2 separate regions of the Triticum aestivum genome follow, and region 2 is linked to region 1. Evidence: chromatin contacts called from public Hi-C data. All regions are on one chromosome and are shown on one strand. The core of a region is the stretch at or near the end of the contact, and the rest is flanking DNA. Distances in the headings are between cores, read along the strand shown. Region 1 holds the start of LOC123139847 (probable xyloglucan glycosyltransferase 7). Region 2 holds the start of LOC123096057.

Region 1 (6,440 bases), core at 1,087-3,586:
TTGCTTCTTCACGCTTTGCTTCAACTTGTGCAAGCTTGACCTCTTTCTTCTTCTCAGTGATAAGAAGCTTCGTCTCCAATGTCTTCGTTGTCAATTCCTCTCTTGCCTTAATCATGTGGTCCATCTTCTCCCTTAGGCTTGACGCCTCTTCTTCCATCTTCACCCTTAGCTTGCCCTTCTTGGTTCCCTCGGGCTTGCCCAAGTTCCTCTCCTCCTCATCTTCACTATCATCCATCCTAAGCATTGCCGACTTCTTGGGTGCGGTCTCTTGATCCCTTAACTTCCACTTGTCAAAGGTTTGAAGAATTGTCCAAGCATGCTTAAATGGGAATGGCTTGCCCTTGGAAGCGGCCATCTCCTTGTACCTCATGCCGGCAATTGTCTCCTATCAACCACACATAAATCACATAAGAACCCACCAATAGCATAGTACACACACATAATCAAAATAGTGAAGAAATATGTACTCACATAGTCACTCTCCACGGCTCCACTAGGTGGTGCATCCCTCACTTGGTCCATGGCCGCACTCCAACGAGCACAAGCGGGCTTGATCAACTCCCACCGGCCTTGAAGCGACCAGTAAGTGCGAGAGATGAACCCACTATTCTTCGGCTTGATCCTACAATAGGTGTCCTAGATCCTTTGCCAATATCGTTTACCGGTTTGATCGGTGCCGGTGGTTGCATCCATTCCCATAGCTGCCCAAGCACGAACCAAGAGGATATCTTCCGCCTCGGTGTAGTTTGTCGACCGCGCGTGTGGGTGGGAAGCGGCAGTGAATGCCTCCTCCCCTATCTCGGCCACCTCCTCCTCGTCATCACCTTCATCCTCCTCATCTTCCTCTAAGTCATCACCAACCCTAAAGGGTTCGAGAGGCGGAGCCCCGAGGTCCACCTCCGCGTTTTGGAGGAGGTCCATGAACAAGGATGGGGTTGCCATTTTCTCGAACACCTCGTGCGCGGCATGAGGAGGTTCGGCCACGGCGACGAAAGGAGGTTCGGCGACGGAGGCAGGCGGGGGCGCGGCCTTCTTCCGCACCGCGCGCTTCTTCCGCTGCATCTTCACGGCCGGGGCGACCTTGGATGGCGCCTTCGTCCGGCTCTTCTTGCTGGCCGGGGCGGGAGCCGGGAGGCGCCGGGGCGGTGATGGTGGCCGGGGCGGGAGCCGGGGAGGCGGCAGGAGGAGGTGCGAGGCCCGCCCGCCGCCGCTTGGCCCCGACGTGGGTCACCGCCACCATGTCAGCCACGGTCGGGTGGGCGGGGGCGGGGGCGGGCCGGGCGGGCGCGGCGGCGGCGGGTCCCTCCATGGCCGGCGCGGCAGGAGGCGGCGGGAGGCGGCGGGAGGAGGAGGAAGTTTCCTCCCGCGCGAGAGAGGAAGAGGAGTGCGGGTTGGGGGGAGATTTTCCTCTCAACCCCTACTTCTACAGGTTGCAAACTGGTTTGAGGGTTGGACCTCTAAATTGTTTTACGGGTTTGAGGGTTTAGAGGTTCTAGTCTACGACGTTTTTTCGGCTAAAACTGTAAAAAAAACGGTTATTTTTAGGGGTTTGAGGGTTTGAGGGCTCTACTAGACTTGCTCTAACCCACCGTTTCCTGCCAGTTTGCACGTACCTCCAGCACTCCCCGTGTTAAAATGTTGCAGACAAAACAGTGTCAATCTTCTCCACGTTTGCTTATCTATTTGTCTGTTTAGTTGCAGATACTAATCCTGTCCCCGGTATTCAGAGATTCGGCCGATCACTTTCCCTTTTGTTGCTTACCACGGATTACGTTTGTTAATGGAATGCTGGCTCAATTTGTCCCCATCTCTAGCCAAGTGGAGCCCCGTACGCAGATCTAATCTCAGCCTTCTTGCCCTTTTCCCCAATACTTTTGGCCCGTAATCCGCCCCCATGCACCCCGAATTCCCCACCTGGTGCTCGTCAGCAGAGCCTGACCGCCCGGCCGTTTTGACCGGCGCGGCACCATGCAGCACGTAGCAAGCTGCCGGCCAGAGCGCGCGCGCCGGCTGCCGTGGCACCGACAGGCGACAGCCCAGGCCGCAGCCCAACCGCACGCAACGAATAGACCGACGTGCGCCGAACTCCTTGGCCTCGCTACGTACCGCGCCCACGCACGTTGATCTCATCACGCCAATTCGGCTCCGAAGCAGCGGCGAAGCGTCCATCCAAACCCGGCACCGGCTCCGCTGCTCGTTTCGGTTCACCACGGCCGGGCGGGCGGGTCGGTCGTGTGTGCGCCTGTGCGCGTCTCGGGGCGCCAAAGAAGCGTTTTTTATTCGGCCGGGTCGGGCGGTAGGGGGGGTCGACGCGGCGGTGGCGAGGGGCGGACGAGGCTACAAATAAACAAAGCGGGGGAGGGGGAGCTCGTATCGTATCCCTGAGCGAGAGCGAGCGAGCGACGTGGTGAGCTGTTCTTCCCCCCTCCCCCCTTCGTGGCCTGCTGCTCTGCGTGCTCTGGCGGGTGCGTCCGTCCGTCCTCCAGGGGGCTATTAAGGGTGTCCAGCTGCTGCCCTCTATGAGCGGGTAAAGCGGCGCCGAGGAGGAGCAGGAAGAAGCGCCATTCTTCGTTGGCTGAGAGTTCTTGGCTGCTGCTGCTGCTGCTGTCTGTCGGAGGTCGGCGAGGTCGGGTGGCAACAATGGCGCCATCGTTCTGGGGGAGGGAGGCGAGGCTGAGCGACGGGGGCGGCGGGACGCCGGTGGTGGTCAAGATGGAGAACCCCAACTGGTCCATTTCGGAGATGGAGCAGGAGGCGGTGCCGGGGTCGCCGGCGGGGCTGGCGGCCGGCAAGGCCGGGCGCGGCAAGAACGCGCGCCAGATCACCTGGGTGCTGCTCCTCAAGGCGCACCGCGCGGCGGGGCGCCTCACGGGCGCGGCCTCCGCGGCGCTCGCCGTCGCCGCCGCCGCGCGCCGGCGGGTGGCGGCGGGCCGGACGGACGGCGACGCCGCTCCCGGGGAGAGCACGGCCCTGCGCGCGCGCTTCTACGGCTGCCTCAGGCTCTTCGTCGTGCTCTCCATGCTGCTGCTCGCCGTCGAGGTGGCCGCCTACCTCCAGGGCTGGCACCTCCAGATGCCCGAGATGCCCGAGATGCCGGGCCAGCTCGCCATGGACGGCCTCCTCGCCGTCGACGGGCTCGCCGCCGCCGCCTACGCCGGCTGGATGCGCGTCCGCCTCCAGTACATCGCGCCGCCGCTGCAGTTCCTCACCAACTCCTGCGTCGTGCTCTTCATGATCCAGAGCGTCGACCGCCTCATCCTCTGCCTCGGCTGCCTCTGGATCAAGCTCAGGGGCATCAAGCCCGTGCCCATCGCCGCCGACAAGGACGACGTCGAGGCCGGCGAAGAGGACTTCCCCATGGTCCTCGTGCAGATGCCCATGTGCAACGAGCGAGAGGTAAGCCCAAGCTCACTCTGCTTCTTCCCCTATCGATCTTGAGCTGCAATTGGAGCTCCATGATACGAATAGGACAGCCTAAATTCCAGTTCAGGTAGAGTGGGGAAGATGCTACCGTCTGGGTATGTGTAGACTACATTTTGTTCGGATCTTTGTCCCGAGCTCTCCAACCACAACTCTGATGCTCTCTGACGTTGATGTGTTCGTACTTCATATGAATCTCACACCAACAACAACAAACTCCGTGATTTGCTTTACAAAAGGCCGAATTTGGTTTGCGGTTGGGATTCATATCATCTCTACTTTCTTTAAGGCACACTCATTAATCCAAATCTCGGACTAGAAGTTTGTCGTCACCGGTCACCAGATAATAATTGAGGAGGCATGTGATTGGAGATCAAAGTGTCAAGCTATAGCGCACTACTTAATTTGGGAAGTGACTAAGAAAATATACTAAAATTCAATCAACTACTAGTACACTTCCTTTGGGAAAATCTTATGGGTAATTTGTTGTTGTAAAAGAACACCAGTCCAATTCAGTTAGTAACTTATTTCATTTGGATGTCTGCAGGTCTACCAGCAATCCATTGGCGCAATTTGCGCTCTCGACTGGCCAAGGTCAAACTTCTTGGTGCAGGTGCTGGACGACTCCGATGATGCCACCACTTCGGCGCTCATCAAGGAGGAGGTTGAGAAATGGCAGCGGGAGGGCGTGCGCATAGTATACAGGCACCGGGTGATCCGGGACGGCTACAAGGCTGGAAACCTGAAATCAGCAATGAACTGCAGCTATGTGAAGGACTATGAATACGTTGTCATCTTCGATGCTGATTTCCAGCCACAGGCGGATTTCCTGAAGCGCGCCATGCCCCATTTCAAGGTTTGACTCGACTGAACAATTCTTACCGATGTAGTTGTATCGCTGCTTCATTTATCTGGCAATCGATCCTATCGGTTATGTTTCTCTGACAAAACTCAATGTGCAACCTCCAGGGGAAGGACGATGTTGGGTTGGTTCAGGCAAGATGGTCTTTCGTAAACAACGATGAGAACCTGTTGACTAGATTACAGAACATAAATCTGTGCTTCCACTTCGAGGTGGAGCAGCAAGTGAATGGAGCATTTCTCAACTTCTTCGGGTTCAATGGGACTGCCGGAGTGTGGAGAATCAAGGCTCTTGAAGACTCCGGCGGCTGGATGGAGAGGACAACGGTGGAGGACATGGACATTGCTGTCCGAGCACATCTCAAGGGATGGAAGTTCCTCTACCTGAATGATGTCGAGGTACTGGCACAAATTTCCCTATGACTTATGCAGAGTTGACCTTTGCATAGAGATTAAAGAGTCATAAAACTTAACTTTTGTAACTTTCCTTTCAGTGCCAATGTGAGTTGCCAGAATCATATGAAGCATACAGAAAGCAGCAGCACAGGTGGCACTCAGGTCCCATGCAGCTGTTTAGACTCTGCTTTGTGGACATTATAAAATCCAAGGTATGAGACGTTTTCTGATGACGCACTATGAAAGTTAAAATGTCCAGCCATGGTTTATTCAGTAAAATGTAGTTTTCTGGAAACATGTTTTGGATTTATAGGTTAAAACATCAAGTAAAATGCTTTTGTATAATTGTTTGACGAAGTTTAATTTATTTACATTTGCTCCTTTATACTCAAGCAGCCATCAATTTCCACAATAATCCTTTTCAGTTCACTTGAAGTAGAAGTATTGACATATCCACAATTCATGGCAGCACATCTTTTGTTTTTATCTTTGTCCCCTTGATTGTATTCTAGCGCCATTTTGTGGTGTGTAGTCTAATGCTTGTATGGATAATTGGCCTAACAATGCTGCTTGCTTTGTGCTGCAGATTGGATTCTGGAAGAAGTGCAACCTGATATTCCTATTCTTCCTCCTCCGCAAGCTCATCCTGCCCTTCTACTCATTCACCCTCTTCTGCGTCATCCTCCCCATGACAATGTTCGTCCCCGAGGCCGAGCTTCCCGCATGGGTCGTATGCTATATTCCAGCAACAATGTCCATCATGAGCATCCTGCCATCCCCAAAGTCCTTCCCGTTCATCGTCCCGTACCTCCTCTTCGAGAACACCATGTCCGTGACCAAGTTCAATGCCATGATCTCCGGGCTGTTCCAGCTCGGCAGCGCCTACGAGTGGGTGGTGACCAAGAAGTCGGGCCGGTCCTCCGAGGGCGACCTCGTGGCCCTCGTCGAGAAGCACACCGTGCAGCAGCAGCAGCGGGTCGGGTCGGCGCCGGACCTCGCCGGGCTGGCGGCCAAGGACTCGTCGCTCCCCAAAAAGGACGCCCCCAAGAAGAAGCAGAAGCACAACAGGATCTACCGGAAGGAGCTGGCGCTGTCGTTCCTCCTGCTGACGGCGGCGGCGCGCAGCGTGCTGTCGGCGCAGGGCATCCACTTCTACTTCCTCCTGTTCCAGGGCGTCTCCTTCCTCGTCATGGGCCTCGACCTGATCGGCGAGCAAGTGGAGTGATGTTTTTACAGCAACCGAAGATCGTTACGACGGCGGTTATTTTTCGTACTTTGCAGGCATCAGAGGAGCCCTCTGTAAAGGGAGGCAACGTTTGATGCTTGTGTGATGCTTACAGGAGGAAGCTCGCTCGCTCTCTCTGATCCCTTGCCTGCCCTAGGGTGGGGGTCTGAGGCATACAAACTGAAATGTGGAGAATGTAGATAGATATAGCTCTGGATCATCATCATCAACAACAAAAAAGCCTGGGAGACGCTTTTATTCTTTCGGGCCGTCGAAATTCTTTTGTAAGAAACAAGAAATCAAAAACCTGTTGGGTGGGTGGGTGGGTGCCTAGATGACGGGTGGTCCTTTGTTCCTTGTTGACAGACTTTACCTTCAAAAAAATGAAGATAATACTTGTTTTCGCCTTGTACTTTTTGCCACGATCAATCAATTAATTATCAGAGATACATGTTCAGTTCTTCACCTCTTCTGAATGATAGTACTAGCTTTGTATGGGGAAGCTATGGAAGATTAGCCGGCAGCTTCACAAATGGAG
Region 2 (6,743 bases), core at 2,322-4,821, 410 kb after region 1:
CGACAATATCGATATTGTTACAGTAACCTGGTCTATGTTCCAACAGGATGGGAGAGGATGGTACTTCAAATACTGTTTCTCGGCCCCTCAAATCTTCTCGAGCCAAATGCGAGTTTCGCTCAAATGTCACAGAAACTGATCGTTTCACCAATTGTCAAGACACTCGTCTTCAGCAAAGTTCCGGAGAAGGTATGCATGTGGATGCACTCCTTTTTACACTGGACTTTCCTGCTAAATAGCATCACCTGCTTCTTGTGCAGGTGAGGGACTGGGTGGACAGGATCGCGGCGGACTGGCCGTTCCGACGGATCATCCCGGCGCACTTCGCCGCCCCAATCAACGCGAGCCGGTCCGACTTCCTGGCCGCCTTCGCCTTCCTCGACGAGTTCCTCCCGGACCGCCCCGCCGCGTCGCTCGGCCTGCCCCTCATCTTCGCCTCGCTCATGGGCAAGGCGGCCAGCTACTTCCCGCCGGACGACATGAAGACCCTCTCGTCGCTCGACGACTTCCTGGTCTCCGTCGGCGCAGTCAAGAAGACCGTCTCCGGAAGGAAGCGATGATACGTACCGCAGAAACCGCTGCGCTGTGCATAGTTTTGTCAAGAAATGAAATGTCACTGGCTGCTGCTGTAATAGATGATTTATCCACATTGTTGCAGAATGCGTGTATAGAGTTAGTTACTACCTAGATTATATAGTAGTACGACGAAATGGTTACAGTTTTCAATAGAAAATTGTGATCCGAAAGCTAGGATCGGCCAGGATACAGTGAAACATTTGCCATTGTGTGCATCTTGTTGCAGTTGACAGTACACATTTTCGTTGGCCGGCCCCCGGGCGGAGGGCACGGACGAGTGAACTGCTGCGACGGCACAAGATTGGGATGATATGCACGGTCGGTTGGGAGTTACTCCGCGGCCCGACCGATCCAGTTTCCGCTGAGTAAATGCACGGGGGCTGCCTCCATGAGCCGGCACACGCGGAGTGAAGTGAAGTACACGGGAGCTGCAATGCACCACGTTCACGCGGCAGACAGTTACCTCATTAACCAGCACGTACGTACGTACGTACATCGCTTGTTTTTTCTAACACAGACGCAAGCGCTCGTACATACGTGCATACACTCACCTCTATGAACGCGCGCGCACACACACCCTATCATTATGAGCACCTTCGTGAGACTGAGCCGGCATATCATCTCGAAATTTACGAAGTCACCGTAGGCGCCTCACCGTCGATGGAAACGTCTCCTTCCACTGAAAGCGCATCGCCGGAAATCCTGAAAGGACTTGAACCCTGGTGGGCTCGGGATACCACTGTCCCTCCATCCAACCACAGGTTGGTTTGCCGCTTGTTGGGTACCCTATCATGTGTACCGCAGTCAGCCTTGTTGTACCACGTAGCAGTACATCAGTTTTTTTCCCTGAGGGGAATTTTTTTTTTACACAATCCTGAGGGGAAGTACATCAGTTGTTGTAAGACGTACGTGTACATCATTTTCGGTTCATGGCTAGAAAGTGGGCTGGTACTACTCCGGTTTTCACTTTTGTTGATGGGCTCAACCTCAACGTTTAGCTTTCGAGTTTTTAATAAACATGAATTATTTGGCTATCTCGCCAATCTACATGCATCATCTGTTTTTTTTAAGCAGATCTATATGCATCATCTGTTTTTTTTAGAGAGAATATGCATCATCTGTTGACGCAGGAGGTCGCCGGTAATAAATGTCCCATTTAAGGAAAGATGGAGCCTTGGCAGTTGGCACCGAAGACAGCACGTACGGGTAAATGCAATGGCAATGTAACTTCAAAAAAAAAATGCAATGGCAATGCGACGGAGAAATGTTGGTCTCTCTCTAATGCACGTATGTGTAACGTTTTCACATCTGAAAACGGTAGCGGTGTAGCACCACTACACGTGGGCACAGTAGTTAGTAGTTACAGTAGTACTCGTGACTTGTCCTACTCACAAAGTCAGAGGCCTCACTGCGTGTCCGTATCCCTGTCAGACCCAGGCCAGGTAGTTAAGTTAGTTACCACGGCCACAAGGCAGAATGAAGTCATCATCACAAGTCAAAATTACTCCACTGTAACTTCGCAATGCAGATCGAAATTAACCACGAGCGAGCGAAATTAATGCCACGCAACGCAAGGCCGAGACGGAGGCAGACAGACGGTGGTGCGCCATTAAACCTCCTCCAACCTTGCCTCGCCGTCACAGGGAGGGGCAGCGCACATTAAACCCCAGCGGCGCGGCCCGGCCGCCGACCGCCGTCCGCCGACGCCGTCCGCGGCCGTGGCAATGAGAGCGCACAGTGCAAAACGCTGCCACGGATGACCTCGTCTTCTGGTGGTCAGATACAGGGCACGCCAAGCCTGACCTCATTTTCTTTCTGTTTAAGAACGGAACGGAACGGATACGTGTGAAAGAGAAGAAAAATAATGGCATGGCGTCGCGCCGGTGTCCACGCCGTCAGCCACAGTGAGAAATTGACAATCGAGCGGACGTCACGTCGGCGGCGGCGCAAAAACTTGCGGTTTTTTCTTCCTTTGCATTGATTGATGGCGCGAGCCGGGTAACGGCGAAATTATGCTACAAGACTAGAGCAAAAATGACACGAAAGAACCAAGAATTCCGAGGAGGAAGAAGAAGAAGAAGAACTGGCCTATACATATGCTATATCTATGTTACTGGCACGCAGAGATGTATGAGCAAGCAGGCAGGCGTCGATCGATCGATCCTCCATTGTAAGTCCTTTCCGGCCGGGCAGTCGAGCGGGTGCGCCGCCGCGGAAAGCAGGAACAAGAGAGGACGATCGATCCTTTCCTCGCTGAAGAACCCAGTCGGCCGCCTGCCGGTGATCCGTCCAAGAAACCAAGAACTGACCCCGCCGTCGTCGCCGGCCCGCCTCAGTTGTGCAGCGGGTTGGGGCCCGTGGGGACGCGCCGCTTGGAGACTCCGTAGCGCATGTCGACCTCGTCGCGGCCCGGCGGGGGCAGCGGCACCGCGGGCGCGCCCTGCTGCTGGTGGTGGCGGTGGTGGCCGCCGTGGCGGTGCCGCGCGCCTCCCCTCAGGGCGCGCCGCCTGATCAGGTGCAGCTCCTCGCACCACGCCGGGCGCGGGCCAGCGCGCGGGTTGCACATCCTGGCGAGGACCGCCTCGTCGGCGGCCGTCAGCTCCGCGGGGCTCGCGCTCCCGCGTCCTGGCGGTGGCGGTGGCGGCGGCGGGGCGGAGCAGAGGAGGAGCAGGGACGCCAAGAAGAGGAGGCGGAGGGCGCAGGAGCAAGAACGCGCCATGGCTGCGCCGGCGCACGCGGGCGCGACTGGCCCGCCTGTCTTGCGTCGCTCCGGCGGTTCTTGGAGGGCGGAATGGTGGCTCGGGGAGCGCGCGCGCGGCGAGGGGCGGCCGGGCGGGCGAGAGGTGGAAGGGGCCTAGCTGTGGCGAGCGGGGGGCTTGAGCCGAGAGGGACGCGGTGGAAATTGGTCTGGGAGGGTGCGGTTGGCTTTAAAGGCAGCGGCGTGAGGTGCATGAGGAGCTGGAAAACAGAGACGGCGAAAGGAGAAGTCAAGCCAAGCTATTGCACGTATCTGGGGATCCCGACCCCCCAACTGATTTAGGGGCAGGCAAAGAGCAAGTTATGCAAAAGGGGCGAACTTTTTTTTCTAGTAATACATGTCTCGTTAATAAAATAAAAATTCGCTTACAAGCCACGTAAACATCGACATTACAGGACTGGAAAGATAGGATAATCCTATGAAAAACCCAGCGCATATCCCTCTCCACTAAAAAAAGGCAGATCACCTCTTCACCCCAGCTCGAGGCGGCTCCATACTGATCAGCAGCTTTACGGACCTTCAAAGTAGTTTGCCTGAAACAAAACCATTGCCCTTGAAAGAATCAGACTGGAGGAACGTGTCCCCGGACACGCCATCAAACTTCAGAACTGACACCCCCGCACGACTACGGCGTCGGAGGAGGAAACTAGAACTACCAGCCTCCAATCATAGACCCAGCACAAGATGCACCATCTTTCAGCTGTCACTTGCATACACAAGCGTCTGCGCGTACTCTTGGATGACAAAACCTCCCTGCTCCACTATGACGTCGAAGACAACGCCGCAACAATGGGGACGGAGCAGTAGGAGAGACACACCTGATGGAGTCGCCACCGCCGCCGCCTCGCCGACACCATCCATGAACCTTAACGCCGCCGATCTGAAAGATCGACAAACACAAGATGCCATCAACTCCGAGACGCCGCCATGAAGGGCACCGCCGGTGTGGGAGGGAAGTTGAGGCGGATTTATTCGTCCGGGCGCCGCTCCCATCACCCCAACGGCGCACCACGACCTACAAATCCAAACCATAACTACAAAGCGGAGGAACAGGTCCCCCCTTCCTCCTGCCGCCGGAGCAGCAGCCGGAGGAGAGGGGGCCATCGCCCTCGCAGTGGAGATCGGTGGAAAAAGAGATCGCCTCCCTAGTCGCCTCCTGGTGGCGGCTAGGGTAGGAAAACGTTTTGTTTCGGTTCAGAAAAGGGCGACCCTCTGGACTCGAAAAAGCTACTTCCTCCATGCAATAATGTAAGACGTTTTTTTATGATAGTGTCAAAAAACATCGTATATTATGGGACGGAGTAGTAGATAACTAACTGTTCGTGTATTGTAATTATGTGATTACGGGTCAAAAATGGATGTATGTGCTTGTTGAATCTTTTTATATTGTTACGTATCAAAAATAGTTGGCAATTTAATTTGCTTGCTGACTTATCAAATAAAACTCAAACCGATAAGACGTGGGGCAATTGAGACAACTTTCATGCAAAAACCTGTAGGAGAAAAGCGGAAGGAGGACATGAAATGCGGAGGGAGAGGGAGAGGGCGGAATAGGGAGAGGGGGGAACAAGGCAGGTTAGAAAGCTTATAAATTATTTAACTGCTTGTGTATTGTAATGATGTGATTACGAATCAAACATGGGCGTGTGTATTGTATATTGTTATAGCATTTTTCTTTGGAATCCTCTTGATTCGTGATATAGGTTGTTGATATCGCCTTCGTTTTCTCCGGAAGTCGTGACATATTCACCGATGATAGCTGGGGTTTAAGGTTAGTGTTCTTCGGGGTGTAAGGTCCATACGCCACCTGGACTTATAATAACGGTTAGTGGTTTTTCACTGCTGGTGGTGGTTCAAGTAGGATGCGATGGAGTGGGGCTGGGATGAGCTGGCGCGTTGATCAATGCTAAGACTATGAAAATGACAACGAGAGGTTGTGGCAAAGAGGTGGTGCTGATTCAGCAACCACAACCGACAATAGAATGGGAGAAGGTAAGGGCGTCGGACTATGAGAAAGAAGACATTATATCATAACGGAGGAAAATGGATAAGGAGAGGCCCGTCTAGGTCTCTACGCCAATGACACGTGGGGTTTCAGTGCTAGAGATGGTTCGAGAAGAAGGAAAGAAGTGTGTTAGGGCGATAGAGCAACCAAGTTTTTTGGATTGAAGGAGGCAGTGGAGAAAAGTCGTGTATCTTGATTTGACGAGCTAATCAAATCACACTTGACTCACAGGTGGGAACTCAATTTTGTCTTGCTGCAATAGATTTCGGGTTATATCAAAGGGTGCCATTCATCACACGTACTATTCAAATGTTGCTATAAGTATCACCAACTATTTACTACGACACTGACAACATAACAATCTCGCCCAAAAATGGTTCACATTGACTTAGACAATTAAGCAGCTAGCGTAAGCCCTAAGATATATGGGTCCATCCACATTAAGTTGATTGGGATTGGTTTTTTCTTATATCCAAGTCTGATTCTAAAAGATGGAACGTCAATTTAGTGAAACACACAACCTCAAGTTCTTTTTTGTTTTACTAAGATACACTTTTTCTGGAAAATAAGTTGCTATATCCAGTATCCTAAACTATGCTAAAGCCACCCTTTTCTGAAATGTGGCGAGAATCAAAGACTTGTGTCTTAATTTGGAAACCTAATCAAGTCATAAAAGACTCACAGATGGGCACTCAATTTTTTCCCTTGCTGTAGCAAATATTGGATTATATCATCAAGGGTGTCATTCATGACACACACATACACAATCGTTGCAATAAATATCACCAACTATTTAGTACAACGCCGGCAACATAACAATCTCATCAAAAACATGGTTTACATTGACTTGGACAATTAAACAACTAGCATAGTAAGATATATAACGGCCCATCTACATTTAACTCGGCCGAGGTTGATTTTCTTATACCATCCGAGTCGGTTCCAAAAATTGCAGCGCTAGTTTCAAGTGTTTCTTTTACTATAAGTACACTTTTCTGGAAAAAAAGTTGCAGTTTTGAGCAACGCTGTTTCCTGAAATGCATTTACATGTAACAAAATTCTCAAGCGAACCAACGGAAGATATAGATATTACCTCTTCTCTTTTGGGGGGAATATGCTAGTTATGGCAAAGGCAATAATAAATCGCATGTATTTTTGGAGAGTTCCGTGAGACCCATGCCACCAAGAAGCCCTGAGATCCGCCTACTTCCCGGCTCGTCCAAAAACTGCCCGGGCAGCCGTTTCACCTCACCTCTGTCGGCAAGCCTTCCTTGCGCTGCCGTGTGGGAAGAAGAAGACGCAAAACCGTATGTAGGGTCCAAGCTCCCAAGTTTTGCCATCCCCAGCTGGTCATCGTGAAGGTGCGGGGAGAAACGGCCGTGAAACCCTCGTCTCGGCCGGGCC

What was found. A called contact is a pair of places that touch in the nucleus more often than the background predicts.
Region 2: a Hi-C map of leaf shows a contact between it and region 1, with 5 times the contacts expected there. The contact joins the promoter of LOC123096057 here to the promoter of LOC123139847 in region 1. A contact is called at or near these places in 2 of 5 Hi-C or Micro-C datasets (leaf and root) and 1 of 1 datasets of contacts at active chromatin or transcription factors (leaf).

What each region holds. Positions count from the first base shown.
Region 1 is chr1B:580,657,035-580,663,474 of IWGSC CS RefSeq v2.1, forward strand. LOC123139847 (probable xyloglucan glycosyltransferase 7) reads left to right here and starts at 2,337. Exons shown (of 5, transcript XM_044559547.1): 1 at 2,337-3,396; 2 at 3,968-4,276; 3 at 4,390-4,680; 4 at 4,776-4,889; 5 at 5,264-6,363. The coding sequence starts at 2,641. The coding sequence ends at 5,902.
Region 2 is chr1B:581,062,161-581,068,903 of IWGSC CS RefSeq v2.1, forward strand. It overlaps LOC123096057, which reads right to left and starts at 3,572. Exons shown (of 1, transcript XM_044517651.1): 1 at 2,518-3,572. The coding sequence starts at 3,295. The coding sequence ends at 2,909. It overlaps LOC123139866, which reads left to right. Exons shown (of 6, transcript XM_044559562.1): 5 at 47-189; 6 at 261-782. The coding sequence ends at 560.